Linked DNA regions of Zea mays: region 1 is linked to region 2. The links are chromatin contacts, called in public Hi-C maps. All regions are on one chromosome and are shown on one strand. Each heading gives the region's core, a stretch centred on a gene start, on an enhancer-like site or on the middle of the called end of the contact. The rest is flanking DNA. Distances are from core to core; before and after follow the strand shown.

The links. Hi-C and Micro-C count contacts between places; a contact is called where the count stands out from the background.
Region 1: a Hi-C map of ear shows a contact between it and region 2, with 1.9 times the contacts expected there. The contact joins the promoter of LOC100282542 here to the promoter of LOC103648642 in region 2. A contact is called at or near these places in 2 of 25 Hi-C or Micro-C datasets (ear and leaf).

What each region holds. Positions count from the first base shown.
Region 1 is chr2:53,381,934-53,387,534 of Zm-B73-REFERENCE-NAM-5.0, forward strand. It overlaps LOC100282542 (40S ribosomal protein S10), which reads right to left and starts at 1,256. Exons shown (of 5, transcript NM_001371870.1): 1 at 1,181-1,256; 2 at 1,033-1,081; 3 at 382-664. The coding sequence starts at 1,183. LOC100274438 reads right to left here. Exons shown (of 7, transcript NM_001148797.1): 1 at 4,693-5,601; 2 at 4,272-4,376; 3 at 4,040-4,162; 4 at 3,787-3,957; 5 at 3,571-3,700; 6 at 3,276-3,485; 7 at 2,314-2,725. The coding sequence starts at 5,324. The coding sequence ends at 2,591.
Region 2 is chr2:53,036,075-53,041,023 of Zm-B73-REFERENCE-NAM-5.0, forward strand. LOC103648642 (protein GrpE) reads left to right here and starts at 1,332. Exons shown (of 3, transcript XM_035965273.1): 1 at 1,332-1,639; 2 at 2,506-2,967; 3 at 3,347-3,789. The coding sequence starts at 1,430. The coding sequence ends at 3,502. It overlaps LOC103646446, which reads right to left. Exons shown (of 4, transcript XM_008671180.4): 4 at 4,557-4,949. The coding sequence ends at 4,906.

The sequences.
Region 1 (5,601 bases), core at 6-2,505, 350 kb after region 2:
GTTAGAATTGAAGTACAATATTAAACTATATATGGATCCATCTAAATTTCCTCCTAATAATGATATATAAGTACATTACTTTTGTTGTCTATTAGTATGTGATCCGGTGTTGGACGTTTAGAATATTGGCCTTGGTCACAAAAGTTCCTCAGATCCACCACTGATTGCACCAAAACACATTGGAAAATGCAAAACAAGCACCATCAAGAAGTAATTTACTAGATAAAGTTAGCCCTATCATCAAAAGATCAGAAGTGCACAAAAAACTACTTCAGACTTGACTGTAGTATACATCTGAAATCATCACCAGACATGAGAAACAAACATGTGAAATCATTACTAAACACATTTGTTAAGTACGCTCAAGAATTTAGGCTTTACCTTGGGCGGTCACCAGGAGGGCCAGAGCCAAATGGACGGCCCAGTGGCCTGGCAGACTTCTTGAGCGTGGCAGGCACGATCTCAGACGGGAGGTTCAGGTAGTTGCGTAGGTGCTCAATGCCATCGTTGGTGAGGTACCAGTAGTAGTACTGCCAGGAGAAGGTCTCTCTGACATACTCCTTGGACTTGAAGCTCTGCATGAGCTTGATCACCTGGAGGTTGGGCACATCAATCTGTGGGTGCTTCGCCAGGTTGTAGTCCTTCTTGGCATACAGCACGCCCTCTGCAGCAGCAAACACATCAAACTAACAGAAACCGTATGAACATAGCACACATCACATCAGACCATGCTTTCAATTCTCGGTGATGGATATACATAGAACCTGTGTTCAATTCCATAGTTTAGGGGGCACACAAATTTGGAGTGCAAAACTATTTCACAAGTTCGCTGTGTCAAGCCTATAATATATCTGCTCGTAACTCGTAAGTTTGTGAGATGCTAAAACTAGACCAAAAAGTGAACTCAACATAATACACTAGTGCTATCCTAGTAATAAGGAAACAGTTTGAAGACGTCCCCTCCTAGAAAGCGAAACAACCAACCAACGCAAGTTACCCTACTGCGAGTTTAGCGGACGAATAATCGCATACCCTTGAAGAGGTACTTGCAGATCTCATTGCGGTTCTTCTTGGGGATGATCTGCGGTTGAAGAAAAACAGGTGCGATATTAACACCGGCAGCAGAACAGGCGAAAGCCGAGGAGCAGCAGCGTATTGAGCCTCGCGCGTACTCGCTTACCATGGTGGGCCGTCGGGCGCGCGAGCTCCGAGTGCTGGACTGCTGGAGCGTCTGGTGTTGCGTAGGTGGCGGTGGCGGTGGCGGCGGCGAGTAGGGCACGGGTCGGGAGATGTCTTTTATACCTGTCGCCGCGGTGTAGGGTTTGGTTCGATGAGCAGAGCGAGGGTATAAGCGTCAAAAATAGAAGCGGGGCCTTTCAGGCGCGTGTTTGGACAGCGATTCCACCGGGCCCGTGGAGGCTGATATTATTCCACTCATCGTCGTCGGGGCCAGCTCCTCTCGCTCTCGGTCCTTGCTTGCCTGCCGTCGTCTCATCTCCAGGTGGACCCAGGACTTGCAGGGTGCAGCCGAATTTCAGTCTGGAAGACCATCATCAGTCTCCATCCATCTGCCCGCATGGCTGCCTGCCTTCATCGGCCATCTCTACCCGAACACAGCATCACCGACACTTCTGTGAAATACCTGACCGGGCAGGTGCAGTCCTCTTTTTTGTGCAAAACAACGGCAGCTGCAACTGCAAGCCTAACAACCAGGCCCTCGCGAGCAGGAGAGCGGAGGACGCACCCCCAACAGCATTCCAATCCATGGCACAAGCTGCACTGTACTTGAAAGCATCCAGCCTGAACAGCTGAGCAGTCACACTGCTACGACTATGACTGTATAATAAGGGTGTGTTTGGTTTGACTTTTGGCTTTGACTTTTGCCCCCCTAAAAGTCAAAAGCTAACCAAAGGGCTGGATCCAGAAAGCAGCTTTTTCTAAAAGCCGGCTTTCTTGTAGTGCAAATCTGAAAGCACCCCTGGACCTGCTTTTAGTGGCTTTTCGGATGGAACTGTGAAAACATATATCGAAGAATTTTTAATGACTTTTAGTTGTTTCCACCAAACGGTTTTTAGCTTTTTAACAGCTCACAGCCTACAGCAGCTTTTTTCACAGCTCACAGCCCACAGCAACTTTTTTCACAGCCACAGCCTAACCAAACAGACCCTAAATCAACATACGGTACGAATATGACATCAGAAACCGAGGCTATATACCCAGGCGGATGGCACAACAAACAGGCAGCAAGGTTTGGAGGTCATCGGCCAATCCTACTGGAACGGTTTCAGCTATAGCAATGCTCAGTCTTTTTTTCGCCTCAGGAATACACACGAGCGCGCGCGCCTTTATCACACAAAATCATCCTTCGCATAAATATACGGCCCCAAGAAAACCAACTGGAAAAAAATCGCTATGGCTAACATATCGATTCAACAATGTACAGATACTGTCACGACGACGACGACCGACACTGGTGCTTGTGGAGTTTGCATGCCCGACCAACCAACCAACCAACCATATCCAGCTTCTTTATCAGGCACAAACTCAAGCGCAACCACCGTTTTCCTGGTGGCTAGCCAAGCTAGTCCTCTTAGTTTCTCCACTTGAAAGGTTCTCCATTCGGTGCGTCCTTTGGAGTGTTGTTTCCGCTGCTATCGCCAGGTTCGCTTGCAGGTGGCGTTTCCACCGATCTTGCTTGGGCTGGAGCTTTGCCACCCCGGCGCTCCTGGGGAGAGCAGCAAAATGTTAGCAATCTTAGTCTAAAATATGGGGAAAATGTTACTATATTACTCCTTATCATGATCGTTGAAATTGTTTGAAGAAAGAACGAGCTGACAGCTCTTGCAGGATTTGAAGGTGACAGCAAAAACGACCAGGCAAATCAGATTGATATCTAACTCATATGTTGTGAAAACAGTGAAAAAAATGAAGAATGGGGGCAGGCCCTCCAAGCTAATCTACAAAGGGTTAATGAGAGCACAGTCCTCTAGTCAGTTGCCCCCATGGGAGTCTGGGAACTGTGATAACGATAACCAATTCAGTGCATATTGTAACAGTCACCTGTAGTTGTAGGGATACTTGACTATAACAAGTAAATAAAGGTGTTACCCAGCTATTCCAAATGTAAACAACGATTGCGAAACGAAGTGTTCATCATGATAACCTTCTTGCTTCAGAGTTGGTGGACAACAAGATTTATGGGCAATAAAGTCAAAACAAATTAACATACTGAGACAATGGGTACTCAAAAGTGTGCACATGCCATCTTAACTTACATCTCTGTACGGGAAATCGTCAACCTCAAGCATGTGAATGACATGCCCAATCTTTGGCCTCTTGCGAGCTTCAGGGTCTACGCACCGCAGAGCCACTAGCAAAGCCTTCTTCAATGCCCTAGAAGTAGGCTTCTCAGTCATCTTTGGATCCAAAACCCCCTCAGAATTTCTGTTGCTGACCATCGTCTTCAGCCACTCAACTAGATTAATCTGAAAAGATTGCTCCACAAAGTTCATATATGCACTTCTCACGTTCATTATTCAGCGAATGCAAGGAGGTACTGCCATTACTAACCTCCCCTGGCGGCCTGTTGTAATCAACAGGTACACGGCCAGATATTATTTCCATGATAAGAATTCCGAAACTATAGACATCGCTAGTTTCATTCAACATGCCAGTGCCCGCATACTCTGGTGCAACATACCTGCAAGCAACAAAATTTAAAATAAGCCACCACAAACTTGTTTATCTTGGAGGATCCTAATCTTATAAGCAGCGTTGATGTCTAACCCAAACGTCCCCATGACCCTGGTTGTGACATAACTCCTTTCTGAACCCAAAAGTTTCGCTAGCCCAAAATCAGAAAGCTTTGCATTCCAATGCTTGTCAAGAAGAATATTGCTCGACTTGACATCACGGTGAACAACCTTTGGCTCAAGTCCCTCGTGCAAATACATTAACCTTCACAATTAGGTAAAATAATGTAAGCAGATAGTGACAGCAAAAAAACAAGACTACAGTAATAAGTCAGCAAAGTGCATACCCTTTTGCTGTTCCCAGAATAATCTTCATTCTGATATCCCATGTAAGAGGGCTCACAGGGCCAACATCCCCATGGAGCCATTGCTCCAAGTTTCCATTATTAACGTACTCATACACAAGCATCCTGGAATGGAAAAGAACCATATACAATGAAATTTATGATAAAGCTACAAACTCCTTGGTTCTATAATTTCACAATATAAGCTAAAGCTATTGTCCATACAAGAAGATACCTTTGGTTGCCTTCAGCGCAGTATCCTAACAACCGAACAAGGTTCTTGTGTCGCACTCGCCCGATAGCTTCCACCTCAACCTTGAATTCCCGTTCTGCCTGCCCCCTGATAGAACATAGCGCCAAAGTTTATCAAAACCAACAACACAAAAACCAATAATTCAAACACTCATTTCATCATCTATATATATGGCAATCTACACTACTAAAGCATGAACCCTGCAAAACATGACTTAGTTGGATATTTTCTATGAAACGTTCTTGCACAGTGTCACCATCTGAATTGTCACATCTCCATTGACAATTCGTATATAGCTTGCTTAGAATATAATCAACATTTTGCAAAAAAGAAAGACGATAGCCAATTGAACACACAAGCTTATAAATACGGCTATACTTCAGTCCACAGGTAGCATAAGTACCTGTTGTTGAGCAAGTTTTTGACGGCGACCTGCACTCCGCCCTCCAGCACGCCGTGGTACACTATGCCGTAGCCGCCCTCGCCGATCACCTTCTCGTCGGCGAACATGCACGTGGCGTCCTCCAGCTCCTTGAGTGTGTACCAGTGGCCCCACCCCAGGTGCGATACCTCCGGGACCCCCGGTTCCCCACCACCGCCACGGCTCTCCCCGCTGGCGCCCCGAGACGACGGCCCCCCGCTCCGCTGGTGGTGCGGGGGCGGCGGCTGCTCCGGGAACGTGATACGGTGCTCCTTCCCCGTCTCGATCTGGATGGAGTCCGGCGGCGGCGCCTGCAGCACCTGGGCGAGCGGCGCCTTGGCCGGGGCGGCGGGGGCCGCGGTGCCGCGGGAGGGCACCTCTTGGATGTCCTTGGGGGGCTTGGTGGGGTGCTTGGGCTGGGCATTGGGCACGACGGCGGGGAGGTGGAGGACGGGGGCAGCACGGCGGCGTCGGCGGCGGCGGGAGGCGAGGAGGCAGAGCAGGGAGAGGAGGACGAGGAGGAGCACGAATGCGGCACCGACACCGATGCCGACGAGCTCCCAGAGGTGGAGGCCGAACACTAGCGTGCCCTGGGACAGCTCGGAGTCCGACATGGGCGCCGCGCTGCTCAGCTCCCCGGCTGCTCAAGCCGAAACGAAATGGTGGATCTCCCTCCCAAGAACCCCCCTCCCAGCAGAATTGGGCGCCACTAAAGAATGAAGAAATCTTCCAAGAAAAAAATCGCCAGAGACTGGGGCTTTGCAGGGAATTGGGCGCGCGGAGCCGGATTCATGCAGCGGACAATCGAAGTGGCGAAGAATCTATGGATTTCTGCAGGGGGGCGCAGTGGGAAAGGTATGACTTTGGGGGGGAGGGACGGGATTTAGGACA
Region 2 (4,949 bases), core at 82-2,581:
CTTCGTTGCTAGTGCTGCCGCCGAAGCTGCCAATGATGCTAGTGCGACGGCTTTGGAGATGATTGTTCAAGCTGAGAAGGCGAACGCCGAGGCTGCCAAGAAAGCTCCTAGACCTCTGCGTCGTGATGTACTGATGTATGATATGCATTTTTCTTCGATCCTAAAATTACTTTGTCATTTGAAATAGGTGTGATGCGTTCATCTTGATGCTAGTTCTTTATTGTTTTAGGTGGTGAACAAACTGTGTTTGTTAGCAATTTTATTTGGTTGAATTCTATTGTTTCTGTTGTTTTCAAATCAATGGCAGTTCGTCATCACTTTCACTGATTAAATACAACTCATTTACCAAGTGCAAATGCTAAAGAGGGAACAAGGGAGGGAACACTGGGAGTACCTCGGCCTTTAGTGGTGAATCCAACCAGGAGTTGTCCACATCTGCAATGGTGAGGGAGAAGTTCGAGTTGGCACACCTTGCGCTGGGGCTGTGAGGCAAGAGTCTGCCGCGAGCACACCCTCGAAGTCGCTGACGATCTCATCGAGGGGCATGATTGGCTTCGGGTCCGACGGCGGATCCATTGCCGTCGAGGAGCACGTGAGCTCGATCCGTTCTGGAAGAAGAACGGGAACGGGCCAGCTCAGTCAAAACGTGTGATGACAGGCCGTTCAGCGGTAGATAACTGTCCAACATGGATAAAAACATAAGGATAATAGAAATACAAAGAGCAGCCTATTATAATAACAGAATTCCATATGCTTCGTTGTGAGTACTTATACCCCGTTTCAACCTCTAGGATAAACTTTACCTTCTGTTTAGCCATATAAATTGAAGTAATAAAGTTTACTTTTTAGGGTGTTTGTACTACTCTAATAAAGTTTAGCATATTAGAATAAAAAGACACTCATACCTCTAATGCGGAGAGAGAATGAAGTTAGAGGGTATGAATGGAAAATAGTGTTCTCTAGTCCACGTTTAGCTCTTTTTAGCACCTCTTGAGCAGCTTATGAGATATATAATATGTGCTAAATTTTATCACATCATTATTGACTCTCATGTTTAGATCACTAAATGACTAAAAATAGTTAAAAAAATGCTAAAGTTTATCTCTTAAGATTAAACATGTCTTACTTTACGAAGCCGAGACATGCGAATGCCGGCGTTCCAAAAGCTCGACGTTGCCTTGACGGCTTGACGTCCCGCGACTCCCGCCCGCGGCCCGCCCGTGCCCGTCTGGCGTCTATTATCTGTGGAATGATGAATCGGATCCCGCCCCGTGATCCAACGGCCGGCATGGCCCGCCCGCAAACGGCTGGCATGCAGACTTCCAGAGGCGTCAATGCCGCACGGCATTACCCCTTTCCTCTTTATTCATTTTTTTTTCTTTTTTGGTATTTTCCGGACAGTGGAGTGGAGGGCGATAGATAGGGCAGCATGGCGGCAACCTTCTGCGCTGGACCCGCCGCATCCGCGGCAGTAAACCCTAGCTCCGCCGGCTGCCGACCCCAGAACCTAACTCGGGCTGCCGTGCTGTCTGCTTGCTGGCGGCCCAGCAGGCCGACTCCCGCTTTCGTCTCCCTCCGGCGCCCCAATGCCGAGCTGCGGCCGCTGCGCGTGGCCGCCGGCTCCGGCGTTGACCCGAAGGTGAGGTATTTCAGACTTACTTTTGCGGTTAGTGGTAAGTGGCAACATGGGTTGGGTGAAAGGCATCGAAGTGCGATTAGCTTGCGGAGAATTTCGCCCTTTGGGTCAACTTGCAAGCTTGATGAGCGGACAGTAGGGAAACGCTGTTCTTGGAGAAGTTTGAAGATTTCTTTGTGGTAGTTCAAGATTCTCGTATGTATCTGTGCTATTAGGTGTCTTTTTGTTCAATAGTTTGTTCCATGACTGCTGCCACTGAAGTTTTACAAAGAATGACTGATGCATACATGAACTTTGTGTGTTAAGGCGCCATTGCTAATTTTTGCAATAAATACCCATCTTTTGTGCGCTCTTAATATACCCTGGACTACAAGTCTACAACTGCAGTTAGTCTACACTAGTTGGGGCTTGCCAAATGTTAGAGTGGACGCACCAACCAATTCAACTCAAAATCTTAAGCTGTTGGGAGAAGTTAGGCAATCCACTTATACACTTCAACACCAAATACAGAAGAACTAAAATTAGACTATTTTGCTATTACTATGACTACTCACTTAGTCACTTGGGTGGTTGGAGGAGACGGGAAATGCCTTCTTTTTTTCTGAGCTAAATCGGATAGTTTGAAGAATAGTGTGAGAAAATAGGAGGCCACGTTTTATGGCGCAGTCGTAAAGTTGCATGTCGAGCTGCTATTGCAACTTGTGAGCAATGAGAAGTAATTGAAATATTTATTTATATATTAGCAATGCAATGGGAAGAGAAACAAACCATTGGAGAATGCCCATGTTCTCTGTTGGACCTTCTCATCCATTTCATTTTGACCACATGTGCTTCATCAAGTTTCACCAAAATGAGTTTTTTTGCTGCAGGTTGTCAACGGGGAAGATTTTCCTCCCATGAAGGACCTAATTCAGCTATACAGGACAGCTTTTCTAGAAGGAAATGAGGAGGTTCTTGGTGTAGTTGAGAAGGCAATCACTGCTGTGGAAAAAGAGAAGAGTACGATAGCTTCCCAATTTGAAAGTATTACAACCGAAATAACTTCTGGGAAGGAAAAGTTTATTCGCTTAAATGCCGACCTGGAGAATTTCCGGAAACAGACTGAAAAGGACCGTGCAAAGTTAACATCAAATATACGGGTGGAAGTTGTTCAGAGTCTGTTACCTCTAGTTGATAGTTTTGAGAAAACGAATCTAGAGAACACCCCAGAGACTGAGAAGGAGCAAAAGATCAGCGCAAGCTATCAAGGCATATACAAGCAGTTAGTTGAAACACTAAGATATTTGGGTGTGGGAGTTGTGGAAACAGTTGGCAAGCCATTTGATCCTTCGGTAAGTAATATTTACCCTCCCGCCGCCTGTTCCATTCTCATGGTCTGTCTCTCTCCCTAAAATGTTGTATGCAAACAACATATTGGATCCTTTTGAACGTGTAAAAAGAATTCTGTTCCAGTGTTAATGAGTTGTTTTTATGGCCTGGTTCATACTCAAGAGATTGATCTTAGCTTTCACACAGTTTCCTGCATCTATGTTGCAGTACATGTCTTTCGGTCTAAATAATATGGGTATTTGGGAGAAAAAAACTAATAACCTACTTTCAGTGCTTACAGCTAGATAGTATGGAGATATGCATGAGAATCAAATAGCGTTACATTTATGTTCATCATATATGCAGCACTATGGGTCTCATTCTTTTGTTTTTTTTATGCAGGTCCATGAGGCCATCTCACGAGAAGCATCCATGCAATTCAAGGCAGGGATTGTCATGCATGAAGTCCGCAGAGGGTTCCATTTGAAGGAGAGGCTGCTAAGGCCTGCTACTGTGAAGGTCTCTACTGGCTCTGGCAAACAAAGTGCAAGCTCATAGGCGGGGGACAAAGATGCTGCTTTGTGAATCTGATCAAACGACCAACAGGAACTGATAGACACACATTTTTCTGTTCATAACATGCCGAATGTGTTTGATCTCAAATGAGACGGGATCAGCTATGTATGGTGTTGACAGGGAGCACCAGCTTGAAGTTTTGCTGTTGCTTGTAATCTGCTAGAATTTTGTCCACCAGAAGAGAGAGAATGAAACATTGGACATTCATACCGGATTTATATTGAGTTCCTTGCTCACTTCATTGGACATCCATACCGGATTTATATTGACTTCCTTGCTCACTTAGGATCTCTTAAAGACAGCTCTAGATTCATCAAAAATAGCCTTTTTTAATTAAAAGTTAGTCAAACGGTCTATATTTATGAAATCTAGATTCTTCAAATTAGTGAAATCAAAGGTTAGATTTGTCATTTTGGTAGAGCTTTTTAAGGGTGTTTTATCAACTCAACTTTGGTAGAGTAAGTGAAAATCGTCTACCACTGCTACTGGTTACATAAAACCAAACGGTTTGTTTTTTTTCCTTCTTCGTTCCTATACGCGTCTTCCTATCATTTTCTCCTCCGTCGGCGCCTCTCTTTGTTTTTTTTTCCTTTCTTCTTCGTTCCTGTACGCGTCTTCCTACCATTTTCTCCTCCGGCGCCTCTCTTTGTGGCCACGTTTCTAGGTCACGCTCGTGCCTGCGTCTCCTCAGCCGGCTGCTCGCCCACACCTCCTCGGTCGTGCCGCGTTTTCATTTTTTTTTCTCTCTCTCTAATTGTGTTGTACCTGTCAAAAAAGGACGAGAGACACTGATATGTAGAACCTCCTCTAAGGGCTAGTTTAGAAACTCATACCCCTTGGATTGGGGAGTGTTTTTCATGAATTACATCTGACTTCTTGCCATTGAGACCTTTTTCACACATTCACCTCTTGATTTAAAAAGGAAGTTTGTTAGAAAGAACTACACCTATTCGAAGGGATTTGCATTGATTCCTATAATCCTATCCAAACAGGTTTACAAGACACAAATCACACAGCTTACAGCACAACAAGAACATAGATATAACAAATAAACACTTTTAATTTGGAATATAGAGCTGTTTATTACAAATGAAGAATTGTTTCGGATGAATGCTCTATCGTGCTTAGGTCAATTCCCTTGAATTACATGACAGCTATACGACTACTTTTTACACCACTGTCGGGCAAGGCAGGGAGTCTGAATACATATGTCTGAACACATATGTATGGCCTGGAACATACAAGTGCATGAGGTGCTGCTGTCGCACGAGTACACGGGATTCTATTTGTTAGGCACGATCTACTGCTTTATTTCTGCCTATGCAAGTATAACTGGTATTTATCAGTCGAACTCCAGAACAGTTTCAGCAACACGAGTTGGTGCCTCAGAAGAACTTTTCATAGTCTTGAGGTTGCTGGTCCCAAACCT